3 separate regions of the Mus musculus genome follow, and regions 2 and 3 are each linked to region 1. Evidence: chromatin contacts called from public ChIA-PET data. All regions are on one chromosome and are shown on one strand. The core of a region is the stretch at or near the end of the contact, and the rest is flanking DNA. Distances in the headings are between cores, read along the strand shown.

Region 1 (4,339 bases), core at 630-3,129:
AATACATTGCTCCTCCACTCCAAAGAAAAGATCACACAGGAAGGAGGTGAGCTGGTTAGGGAGAAGGTGGGAAGACACCGGACTGTGATCTTGCTTTTATTCTTATAACTCACCAGGTCGGAGTCTACAGTCAGCCGATGATGGGCAGAGGAAGGAGGGAGAAAGGGAGGGAGAGGAGGAGGGAGAGATGGAGGGAGGGGAGGTGGCTGCTGCATTTGTATCTGTGTGAATCTGCCATGTTCACCGGTCTCATTGCAGCCACCATCTTCCTTCCCTCTGTGACGTCACCACACATTCAAGCAAAGCTCAGTCCCATCCTAAAGAAGTTCAGGGATTTTTGAAGATTTGGTCCAAAGTATGTGCTTTTTATATGATATGTTTTGTCTTTAAGCAATTAAGATATTTTAAGCTAAATCCCTAATTTTGCCCCCAGAAAACATTTGGCAATGTTTAGGAAAGTTCTGATTGTCATAGTGGAAGGAAATGATGCTGTTTTTACATGGGGGCCAAAAATGGCTGCTAAATGTTCTACAGGACACAAGAGACAACGTTCAAAACATCGTTTCAAGGGACGATCTTGGTGGCAGTACCTCCCACCCCAGAGACCCTACATACAATGATGGTTCTCTGTGGAGAAACAGAGTTCTTGCTATCTTAACCTATCCTGCAACAGCTTCTGAAGGGCTTTTCTGAGCCCAGAACTCCGCTTAGGGCCAGCTGTTGTTGAGTCGCTCAGTCTACGCCTAGGTCATTCCTTACCCTTCCCTCACACATAAGCTGGTCCCTCCTTAACGAGCACTCTTGTTTGTAAAACTCCATCTCTCTATTGTCCCCTGAGAAGCCCACTTCTGCATCCCTTCTACAAAGCTAAGGTTCAACATCTGCCTCTCCCCAGCATTCAATCTCACGATCCCTCCCTCAGAGTCCACTTCAACCACACCAGCCTTTCTTTGATGCCTCCGGATCTCCTCACACGCTGCTTCCTTTGTCTTTGAAGCCTTTTCCTCCTCTCCTTTTGGGTCAGGTAAAAGTGGCATGAATTTAAAGATGTTCTCCATCCCTCACCAAGTCAAAATAAGTTCCCTTTGGCATGCTTCCTCCCAGCATCCTTTGCTTCTCCTTTCTGATGCTTAAACTGGTGAGGATGTTTTGATCACAGTCAACAGCACGCCTGGCAAAAGGTAGCTTTACTCATAGGGGTCTCTGTGTCGAGTTTTGAAGGCAGTCCTGAGGTTGAGAACATGTATGGCGTGTAGCTCAGTCATGCAGCGGCTGATGAGAGGGTGTGTCCGTGTTCCTTCTTGATGCTTCTTTCCATGTGCAAGATGCTCAGCCGCCATGAATTGTGGGCAGTTCGTCTCTTTGCTCAGTTCATCCTGAGGAGGACAGCGTATCTGTTTGGGAAGTTTGTGAGACTCCTCTGGAGACAGAGCATCACGTGTTCACTTAGTTATCTAAGATGCAGTCTATTACTAGTGCTGAAGTTGCCTAAAGTGAAGCTTGGGTCCAGCCCTGAGACTATAGGCTCACAGTGAGCATTCAGTCATGACAACAGTTTGCTGGTCTGTCACCTGTCTTTATTATCTGTCTTCTCAGCTGTTTAAGGCACAGAGGAAGCTGAGCAGAGTGACACACACCTTTAATCTCAGCACTCAGTAGGTGGGCAGAACTCTTTGAGTTTGAGGCCAGTCTAGTATACATAATCCCCGAACATTCAGAGCTACAGAGCGAGACCTTGTCTTGAAACAAACAAACCAAAACCAAACCAAAGCAAAGCAAACCAAACCACAGAGGAAACTAAGGGAGTTACTCTTCTTAAGATTCTAACAGACAGCAGCTCAGATACATACAGCTCAACACCAATGTGTCAACAATGTGTTCCCTTAGTGTCACAGATGGCTGTTATAACAGCTGCTATCATATTGTCACGTGACCACATCCAAGCACTTAGTACAGAGCAACTGGACTTCTTCCTTCAAAGTAGCTTTCTATTTTAACAGGGAGGAAAATAATTCCCAGAAGCCCACTGGCAGACCCTTGTAGCCAGACCTATTGGCCAGACTGGGTCACATGACCAAACCTCTGCTTGATAAGAAGGAAACAGAAGGGTCAAAGCAGTTCATTGGACTCAAGTATTTTATGGAAATCACTAGGAAGTGGGGCTCTGGCCTCCGAGTTACACCAGGATTCTGATAGAGAGTAAAGAGGGAGGGGAGAGTAATCAGCTATTGTGCTTTCCCCACGAGTGCTTGTGTACTGACGGGATTGATGCTTCATTAATGATCTGATTGTCTTTCCCCCTGTCAGTCCCAAGAGACAGGATGCCTTTCAGTGCTACGGCCTTGTGCCTTCTTCATAGGAGGGGTTCAATAATTATTCATGAGAATACAGGAGTAATTACATGCACAGAATTGCTGGGCACCTTAGTAAATGCCAAAAGAAATGTCAGGCTCTTCCTGTTTCCAATGAGTTTATGGTGCCGACGAGGCAACACTAATGCATTTAAATCATTGTCTGTCGATACACATCAAAGCATTTCTTCCTTTCTCCAAATGTCTATCTGGTGTTTGCAACGTCTGGATAGGATGAGAGATACTGAGGGTGCATCAGTGGACAGCAAACAAGACCTGGCTCCTGTCTGTCATGGTGTAAGGCTTTTGAAGAGTGGCAAGTTGATGAAGCAACATGATAAAAATAGCCAGAGGAACCAAAGGAACCCAGAAGGGAAGGTTTTGTGTCTCTACAAGACCTTCCAAATCACAGAGTGCAGCCCAAGGATTGACACCTCCTAAGCACCCATAAAAATGGTGCCTCAGTGGGAGAGGATGCGTCTAGTCCTGCTGTGACTTGATGTACCAGGGCGGGTTGATACCCAGGGGTGCGTCCCCCTTCTTAGAGAAAAGGGGGAGGAGGTTTCGAAAGGGGAGGTGCTGTGGGAGGGACTGGGAGAAGAGGAAGGGGGCTTGGGTCAGGATGTAAAATGAATAATTAAGGAAGAAAGTGATGGCTGACAATAAGCAACTCTGAGTACTCACCTGTTGATGGGCTGTCTAAATTACTACTCCATCCCACCCTTCTCAAGGATTAGGGGATACAATGGAACAGGGGATGGAAAGACTTCTAAGAGCCTGAAGGTGGGAAGACTACTATCTTTGAATGTGTTATGGCTGTCACATACATGAATTCACAGTACCTGTGGCTACCCACACAAAACTTCCTTGAGATCAAGAGAACGAAAAATTTCAGCACAGTGCAGGGGAGGGACTCCCAGTGGCCCATCCCTAGCTGAGGAGATAATGGCAGCTGATGGCTGCTGATGGAGGAAGAGGCATTCTTTTTTGGAGAGGAGAAATTTGCAATCGATCGGTTGGTTGCTCAGGTCCCAGTGGAAGACCCTATACACATGCACATATAGGTAGCACTAATTAGTCTTAATGGACTATTTTTTTTTAAAAAAAGAAAGTTGGGAGGGAGGTGGGAGGATCTGAGGGGAGGAAGATGGGGATAAATCTAACCAAGATACATTGTATACATTTATGAAAATTCAATATAAACATTGGCTATTGTTTTGGAGAAAATATGAGAAAGCTTAACATCCACACAGTCACTCTTGGCTCTTCTTTGTAATTCAGGAAACCAAGTCTTTGGAGAAGCAAAAAGACCTCCCACAGGCAAAGAGAGACAGAACCTGGCAGCTCATCTCTGAGGATGGCTCAGTTCTAGCTGCTCCTCCTCACTGCCTTTCTGATGGTGACTTCCCGACATCTGATGCTTGCTGATGGGGCTTGTTCTGTGTCTGGTGTCCTCCCATGGCCCACAAACATCTCAATCCATCTTCTCACCTGGAGTGTGGGCACCAGCATCCATCTCCCTCCGGCCCCTGCAGTCAGCAGCCCCAGCGTAACAGGATGAAAATAGCCAGCACGCTTATTTTACTTCTCTCACTTAAGGACGGCACCTCTTTTGTATTTAAGCACTAATTATAATTAGTCATTTCCTAGAAAGTGTGCAAACATCACAGCACAGCTGGGAACCTGCATAATTTAAACATTATTTCTAATTCAACTTCACAATCTGAGATTGCGTGGGTTTTACAAAGGAGCCCTCAATGCCTGGAAGGAGGGGGGAAGGTCCTCTGTCTTATGAAAACCTCTCCCCTGGTGGAATGTACAGGGCTTTGCACTTAAAAGATTTCACATACAAATGCTCACAGATGTCCTCCGCACATTTAGATACTATTTTTATATTTAAAAGCCTTGGCTTGAAAATTTCCAGTTTATACTCTGGTACAGTTTATTAGATGTGAATAACTATTCACTGATTTAATATTTCTTTTTAA
Region 2 (4,339 bases), core at 1,210-3,709, 210 kb after region 1:
CTGACTAAATGTGGATTCTTTCATGTCTCACACAGTCACTTCTGGTCCAAAGAGTCTTTCTTGATGGAAATGCTAAGACATAGCCTGTGGAAGCTATTTTCTGTGTCCCATGGACTCAGTTTTCCCGTTGCTACAGTGTTGTGGATGGTTCCATTCTTCTTTGTAGTGGTTTGAAGAAGCTCAGCAGGAGTATAAAATTGCTGTAGCCTATGTTTTGTCAGGATGTTGGCTACTGTTTTTAGAGCTTCTAGAGGCTGTCCAGCATGACAGGTATACTCATTTTGTTAACATTAAGACAGATTTTTGTGAGACTTATAATTAAGCTGTTTATTTTCCAAACCATAGTGGTATGTTCAGAACACCTTAACACTGAGGGTAAGCTACTTTTAAAATAGAATTATCTTATGTTGAGAACAAGTCCTCCCCACCCCCGCCCCAAGTCATTATCTTTGCTGTAAATATCAGTGATTCCTCCATGTCTTTGGCCATGGATGGGTTCACTTGTTTATTGCCACAATGTAAAATAATAATAATAACAATGGGAGAACAAATAGGAATGCTTTGTGGCCTTAATTATCTGGCGCTGTGTGGGCGGAACAGCGAAGCGCTTCATTGGGAAGAGCAGACATAGACAGGTCTGCCTGCCCCCAGTCTTTCTGGAAGGAAAAAAAAGAAACAGAATTGATTCCAGGTAGCAATAGCTCTCACCTCGTCTGCAAGCAGAACATACAAACAAATGTGGCAGGATGCCTTCTGGGGGAATCTCAACCATAACTGTGAGCATCAGTCACTCATGAATTGCCAACTGTTTGAGGAAAACTAATGGTGTGTAACAAAACAGCCTTGCCATGCAAGAGAGTTTACACTTGAGGAAACAGAGTTCATAAAACAAGCAGACCAGAACCCTAGAGGTAAATATCATCCAGTTATTTCTTCATAGATCCTCACTTTACCAAAAGTTCCCCTCTACCCATTGCTTCCTAAGGCACTTTCACGCACAGGGCAAACAATGTTCCTATTTCAACAGATTCCCAAGGGCTATCCTAGGGTTGTGCAAAAACGTGCAGAAGGCTGGATGTAAATGTTCTATCAGAATGCTTACTTGCCTAAGTTAAGCCCAGGGGGACTTCTTAAAGCGAAAGAAAAGCTCTGAAAGACTGGGCATGAGCAGTCTTTGTGAGAAGTTGACCTGTGGTTCATTCCCTGGCTCTGTTCCCCTGGAAACTTGATAAAAAGTTTCAGTGTCGGCTGTGTTACTAGGCAACACTGTGCAGCACCCGAATGGCCACATATTGATAAATTACACCTGGCCTGATGGTTCTGGAAGTGTTCGACAAGGACCTAGAGCTTTAGGATTTTCTCAATTCTCTGACTCTTGTCACTCTTTTGAAGGGACCTTGGTGACTAAATCTATGAGATTCCTCTAAGACGTGTGGGATTTGTAAGCTACAGAAATCCCCACAACTATTCAGGCCAACCTTGTCCCCACACCTGAGTGTTCCCTGGGTAGATGGTAGCTTCTCCAGAGTAAAAGGCTCCCTAGATTTCTATTAACTAGAACATAGGGTGCTGGCTGCTGGGCCAGATTGAGGTCTAGGATAAATTGTGAGTCTGAATGTTCAGCTGAGCCTTCAAAGACTTCTGATATTCAATGGAACCAGAGAGCCACAACTCCAGGGTCACAGCCTAGAGCAGTAGCCAAGTGACACCCAGGCCTACATCAGTGGAGGTGACACAGACACCTGACGCACATCACTACTACTGGCCATGAGACACTCCGGAAGACTTCTGTCACCATTGCCCCAAGAGAGGGAAATCCCTGTCACCATTCTTGTCAGCTAGACATGACACCTGTCACATTGTGTAGTTTCAGATCATACACTTGAACCTTTGCAGGGAAAGCTGGGAAGGGGAATTTGTAGCTTGGGGAACCATGACACATAGCATGGGAATTCCCATACCTGGGAATGTTAGCTCTGGTTTTTGGGAGCCAAAAAGTCCCTACTACACACTTTCTTCTTTACTCTTTTTAAATAATAACAACAACAATAATAGTACACACATGCTTTATTTTCATAGTTTGTATTGAACTTTATTGGACGTACAGGTCATGACTGGTTGGCTTATACTCTAACATATGAGAATCAAAATATTGTCCCAGAACAAAGACACATTGAGTTGACACCCTGGAAGTCTCACAAGCTGAAAACAGAGTAGAGAAGATAGCTCTGGCCATTTCAACAGGTATTATAATACCTTTTCTCAGAGAAAGGATGCCAGCTCCTTTTTCAGAGGGAGGACCGAGTTGGCTCATTCATCTGGTGGGCCTGGATGAACAAGCACAAAAAAGGGCCCTGCTTGATATATGCCTGTTGCTTATCTCTTTGTTATGACAAACATGCTTCACAAAAGCGACTTAGGCAAGGAAGGATGTGGTTTGGGCTCACAGGTGAGGACAAGGAACTCATAAAAACAAGAGAATGAGACAGCTGGCCACACTGCATCTACAATTGGGAGGCAGAGAGGGGATGGAGGCTGGCCCTCTGCTGGATCTCTTCTATTTATTCATTCTAGAACCTCAGGAAACAGTGCTATCCATAGGTAAGGTGGGTTTTCTCATCTCAACTAACCTAATCTACACAATCCTTCACAGACGTGCTCAGAGATCTGTTTCCACGGTGATTATAAGTCCCATCAAGTTAACAACTAAGATTAACCACTGTAAGGACTTTTGGAAACTGGCCCCAAATCTCAACCACCACACAAATGATTTATAATAAAGGAGACCAGCCATGCCAAATTTGAAATAACTGATGCTAGAGGCAATGGTTTAAAATATGATATGGTTGTAACTTGGACATAGCTACAACTTACTTTATCTGACCAAGGTAAAACTTTATTCCAACCCCAGTAAGTGTGAAACTACAGGTTATAGTTCATGAGTGTGCTGTATGTCAACATGGTGCACACATTAGCAGACGACACCCTATGGCCAAACTGGTCCACTGCCTGATTTTGAAAATACAGTTCTACTGGGACACAGCTGCACTCATTCACTTACGTATTATTTAGATGACAGCTTTTGAACTGTGGCAGAGTCAATTCCTAGCGACAGATAGTTCAATGTTCATAAAACTGAAAGTAGTGTTTGGCCTGTTCCAGAAAAATACAAAAAAGCTGACCTTGATGTGAATTGTAACTATCACTTAAACAACAAATTCAGATTGAAAATTTAAATACCACTATACTCTTCATGGGGTAAGGTATACACACACACACACACACACACATATGTGTGTGTGTGTGTGTGTGTATATGTATGTGTATATATATATATGGATTATGTACGTGTATATATATGGATGGATGTGTGTGTGTTCATGAAACTTTCCCTCTAGACCCTGTTAACCCAGTGGTTCCCAACCTTCCTAATTCTGAGACCCTTTAATATGGCTCCTCATGTTGTGGTGACCCACAACCATAAAGTTATTTTTATTGCTACTTCATAACTGTAATTTTGATACTATGATATGTAATATAAATGTCTGATATGCAGGACATCTGATGTGTGACCCCTGTAAAAGTGTCATTTGACACCCTCCCCCAATGAGTCCCAACCCATACATTGAGAATCTCTGTCTTAACCTAGCTGGAGTTGATTAGCTTGCCCAAGGGCACGTAGTTCAAGTTGGAGGATTTGAACCCTAGGAGTTGACCTCTGGTGTGTGTTCATAGTCACTAGGCTGGTTTCCTCTTAACAGATGATGGCGTTCTTTTTCAATGATAACGTTTGAAAGCCTCATCCCAATCAGTGTCTTTTGTGATCTTCATGGATGTTTATATGTCATAAAATGAGCATCCTTATTATATAAACTATGATGAGTACCGAAAGGCTATGAAGAAGAAATTCTGCATGGCCCCTGTGACCAGAGGCAAGGACTGTGACTTCAGACAAAGGTGTTTACGTTCCTTCGTGACACTGGGTCATGGTTTTATTGCTCTGAAGAGACACCGTGATCAAGGCAACTCTTATAAAGGACAGCATTTAATTGGGGCTGGCTTACAGTTTCTTGGGTTTAGTCCATTATCATCATGGTTGGAAACATGGCAGCATCCAAGCAGGCATGTTGCTGGAGAAGGAGATGAGAGTTCAACATCTTGATCCTCTGGCAGCAGAAAGAGACTGTGTACCACACTGAATGTAGCTTAAGCAAAGGAGATCTCAAAACCTGCCCCCATAATGACACACTTTCTTCAACCAAGCCACATCCACTCCAACAAGGCCACACCTCCTTAATAATAATCCCACTCCCTATGGGCCAAACATTCAAACACATGA
Region 3 (4,339 bases), core at 1,219-3,718, 200 kb before region 1:
GCAGTGCTTTTAACTAGTCTCAAGCTCACCTCTCGGCAAGGTATATCTGAGATAGCTTAGATGTTAATAAAGATCAAATAACATTTTGGTAAAAGAAATAGAATGAACTAGCTTGTTTAAGTAGAACTAGCACAAAGCTCACATGTCCTGTAGAGTAAATCCAAGGCAGAGGTAATCTCTGAATCTTGGCTGTAATCAATGAGACCATGTTTTCTAATGAAACTCGCAAGAAGAGTTTTTCATACTAAACTTAATCATGGAGCCATGCCTATAAGAGGTAAGGTGGAAAAATATAACACCAAAAGGATATAACTAGTTTATAAGATGAACAACCAAGTCTAGATTAACATCATGCACATGAATTCATATTCACGCACCTATAAGAACTTTTCTTTAATCAAATAAAATTTATACTACGTGTCAATTTATGTTTAGATGTGCACAAGTAACTGGAAAGTAATTTACCAAGGCTCTTATTATATCTACCCTTGAGAAATGAAGTTTTGGTTAGAGATAAAAATGGACATATAGCTTCATTAAAAAAAAAAATCTCAGAATTGGCAACCAGCACACATTCCTTCAGAGTAGAAAGGGTGGGACCATATCTGCAACTTGTGAAAAACCTTGAATTTCTCTGTCTATAAAACTGAAGTATAATAGGACCCATAACATAGACATTTTCATGAGAACAGAATCAGTTCACACATGTGGGGCTCACAGAGCAGTCTCTGTACACAGTGAGCACTAGTATGTGTTATTTAATACCTCTCAGTTTCCTCCTTGCTACCAACTTCTATTTTTACTACAATAATTCTAGTTTTATCTCTTGCTTGTATTTGCTGCAGTGTCTTAAAATAGATCTACCTACCAACAATCTCTATCACCATAATCCAGTACATTATCAAATCATTGTGAGACGTATGATCTTGTACAAAGGTCTTCAAAACTCACTCCTTATATAGTAAAGAGCAAAGTATGTTCTCAGCTGCCATCCAATGATCTCAGGGCCATTTTCTACCCTGCTTCCTGCTGCTCCTCTGTACCAAGCTACTACTCTGTGATCTGTTCTTCAGTCTGAAATAATTTTGCCAATTCCTATCTCAAGGTTATATCTTATTGTCTTAAGTCTTAGAGTTGAAGGTACTTTCTCTATTCTCTCAACTGTCAGAGGAGAATGTATTTAGTCCTAGAAAAAATTCAAATTGTTTCTTACAGCACACACAACTGCATACAAGCATGTATACACATGTATACATATACATAGACACACACACCCCACTAGTTTCTGTGGATTTCATATTAAGTGCCTGTGTCTGATTCTTAACGTATGTTTTAGTTTCTACATCTGGTAAATATCGTCATAGGTCTTGCATAGTCTATTGAAAAGGTTTGAAGTAGGATATGCTAGTGGGCTTGTTTTCCATAGCTTTTGAGGGGATTAGAAACACATAAAACCAACTAGTAGCACAATGGCTAAAACCCATTAAATAGAAGTTACTGTTACTTCTCCTTCAGAATAATTTCTTTCTTAAGGTTGAGCGGGGAACTGTAAACTCATAATTCTCAAGATGTGGAGCAGGAGGATCCCAAGTTCAAGGGCTATAGCAAACCCACATGACCCACCTTAAAAAGAGAGAGAGAGAAAAAAAGGGTAATACCTGTTTTTGAAAACAAAATCACATGTATGTATACATGTAAATACTTGGGCACAGCAGTAGGAGAGACTGAGTTAGTTGGATGCTCAGCTTATACAGGATCGCACTAAACGTGTGCCTTTCCCTGAATGTGACTGTAACCCAAGGTTTGATTTTCCCCAGTGACAAAGCCAATGCTAATATAAATAGCTAACTATTTAAAAGGTACTGTACAATAAAAACTCAAAATTAACTCATCTTAAAGCCTGTGATTCTGTGGTAGTACTACAGAAAATAAACCTTCAATAGTGTAGGTTCAAAGTGTCAAGTCACTGATCAGTGAAATTTCTTTTTGGTGATAAATAAAAACTATTATTTGAAAGCTATACAAAATCTAACCCTTTGTCCTTTGCCCTCAATTTAGAATGGGGTCACTCAGAGTTCAGACTGTGTGCTCCAGAGAATATCATTTCAACATTCATATAAAGATGTCTTAAAACATCATTCGACACTGAACAGGCAAATTTGGCATACACTGCATAGTCATTTACTCCCATTTGAAGGTCTGGCTAATAAAACAATAGAATGGTTTTTAAAAAGGCCAAATGATAGTAAAACTCACTGCACTCCTTAATGTATAGAAGCACAACTTAATTATAATACTGAATGAACCACGAAGAGATTAATGCACTTCTTCATTTTAAATATTTTAAGGAATTTTCCTCTAGAAATCACTACCTTTTACTACTATAAAAACGTACATGTAGTAACTTCCTTATGCCACTTCCAAAAGATGATTTCAACATGAATCAACAGAAATAGTTTCTAAAGTAGGTCATCGCTATAGCAACCAGTGGGTGGTTTAGCATACTCCCATCACAATGACCTACTTTCTAGTCTGTGCTAGGACAGCTTATATAACTAGTATTTCTAGTTCTGTCTATAAAATAGTCTGAAAAAGGCAATGGCAAGATACAACATAATCCCACTGCTACTGAAAACAAGACATTATGAATTCATATAACACAGTCATCTGTCCTATGCCATAGTTTCTACACTGTGTCATAACAGTCACCAGTGGAGATTACTCTTAGACTCTCTAAACCAAAACCATACAGTGTCGACCCTAGAGACCCGACTTAAAGAATATATACTAAAATCATTAAAATCACATGAAGAACATCTCCATGTATTCTGTACATATGAAAAAAAAAGATGTGGACCTACTACCATAAATAATAAAAAAAGAAGGGTTTTCAGCCATACCCCAAAGTATTTGATTAGAGATTTAAAAACTATAAATAGCAATTTGTGTGTCTCTAAGTATGGAATAAGGTTTTTATATGCTCCATTTTTAAAATTTCTAGCAAACTCTTAGTTCTTTCATTTATTCTGTCAACTGTGATACACATTTTCTTAACAGCCAATACTCAAGCATTTAATCCAGATGAAGTACACATCACGAAGGTGAATTCTGCACTTGTCAGGCTCAGAATTAAAAGCACAGGTCCAGAGACATAGCAGAACAAAAAGTTGTTTCTAAAACCAATGTGTTGCAATCAAAACAAAATTTATAGGTAACCTTCTCACAAGCCCTTCCAAAGAACCAACAGAGGCAGAACAGGGCTTTTAGTGTGGTTGCTCAGGTGTGACCCAAGAAAATGATTATGTGTGCAGTACAACAGTAGAACATTCACTTAGCATGGTCAAGGCTCTAGGTTCAGTTCTCAAACATCAAAAATTAAGAAATTAAAGAAATAATGAAAAAAGCTGAAGGTCAGGCCTGGCAGTACACACCTGTATTCTAGCATTCTAGAATCTTTAGGCTACTGATACAGGAGTATCTAAACTCAATGCCACCTGGCAAACTCAGCAAAACCGTGACTGAAAAAATAAGACATTATATAAAAAAATTTTTAATTCAAAAGCTGCAAACCCAGCAGACTGGTGAAGTTGTGTCACTGGGTGTCTCAAATAGGATGAGCCCTGCTGTTCTTGGTGATATGACTCACTGGGGTAATAAGCATGACTTATTGAAGTTCTGAGGCTTCTCTTGATGTGTACAGGTATTAAGTGAACCCAGAAAATCTCTATATAAAGTAGTATTTCAATACCCCTGGTTTGATACACAATGAATTTGGACTTCCATTCAGAATATGAGAAACTCTGTTCTGGACTCAAGTCTGAGGCTACACATTACTGTCTGAGGCACCACAGGCTACACTAAAGACAGTGTCCCACTTCTGGCCTGTCCAGGTCCTCTAGCTTCCTTCAGCCATTTTAACAACTAAAACTGCCTCAGAACAACTCTAAAATGCCTTCCTTCCAAGGAGTGATAACTAATTTCATCCACCAGTTTATGAGAGCTAAAACTGTGATGTTGTAATGTCCACAGAGCTAGGAAAGGTACTTGAACATGTGCACCATATACAGAAACTGCTTACAGCCTTCTAGGATAAAAGACAACTTTGTAGCACAAATGGGTAATACTGACACACTGTGAAAAAGCAGAAGGAAGAAAGCATTTCTTGTCTTTTACTCCTACTCTAAGGCAAAGAAGATATAAAAAAGTCAAGGATACAGTGAAGGTAAAGAAGAACCTTTAAGGCAGAGGCAGGAGGATTTCTGAGTTCGAGGCCAGCCTGGTCTACAAAGTGAGCACCAGGACAGCCAGGGCTACACAGAGAAACCCTGTCTCGAAAAAA

Evidence for each region. ChIA-PET counts read pairs in DNA pulled down with a chosen protein or histone mark.
Region 2: an RNA polymerase II ChIA-PET map of memory CD8 T cells shows a contact between it and region 1, with 66 read pairs. The contact joins two enhancer-like sites. A contact is called at or near these places in 3 of 484 Hi-C or Micro-C datasets (CD4 T cells and nephron progenitors), 2 of 115 datasets of contacts at active chromatin or transcription factors (embryonic stem cells and memory CD8 T cells) and 1 of 9 other capture datasets (embryonic stem cells).
Region 3: a contact with region 1 is called in an RNA polymerase II ChIA-PET map of memory CD8 T cells, with 8 read pairs. The contact joins two enhancer-like sites. A contact is called at or near these places in 11 of 484 Hi-C or Micro-C datasets (embryonic stem cells and myocytes) and 1 of 115 datasets of contacts at active chromatin or transcription factors (memory CD8 T cells).

The regions. Positions count from the first base shown.
Region 1 is chr10:85,357,937-85,362,275 of GRCm38.p6, forward strand. No RefSeq gene overlaps it. Among named protein-coding and RNA genes, the nearest start is that of Gm34712, 13 kb to the left of the region's middle. Within about 2 kb of position 1,880, at least 15 of the 459 cell types and tissues checked have an H3K27ac peak or open chromatin away from gene starts, as enhancers often do. A contact at or near this core is called in memory CD8 T cells, where this site is marked.
Region 2 is chr10:85,564,797-85,569,135 of GRCm38.p6, forward strand. The region is part of intron 3 of Btbd11 (BTB (POZ) domain containing 11); the gene reads left to right. Among named protein-coding and RNA genes, the nearest start is that of Gm40731, 23 kb to the right of the region's middle. Within about 2 kb of position 2,460, at least 8 of the 459 cell types and tissues checked have an H3K27ac peak or open chromatin away from gene starts, as enhancers often do. A contact at or near this core is called in memory CD8 T cells, where this site is marked.
Region 3 is chr10:85,159,448-85,163,786 of GRCm38.p6, forward strand. The region is part of intron 1 of Cry1 (cryptochrome 1 (photolyase-like)); the gene reads right to left. Among named protein-coding and RNA genes, the nearest start is that of Cry1, 23 kb to the right of the region's middle. Within about 2 kb of position 2,469, at least 134 of the 459 cell types and tissues checked have an H3K27ac peak or open chromatin away from gene starts, as enhancers often do. A contact at or near this core is called in memory CD8 T cells, where this site is marked.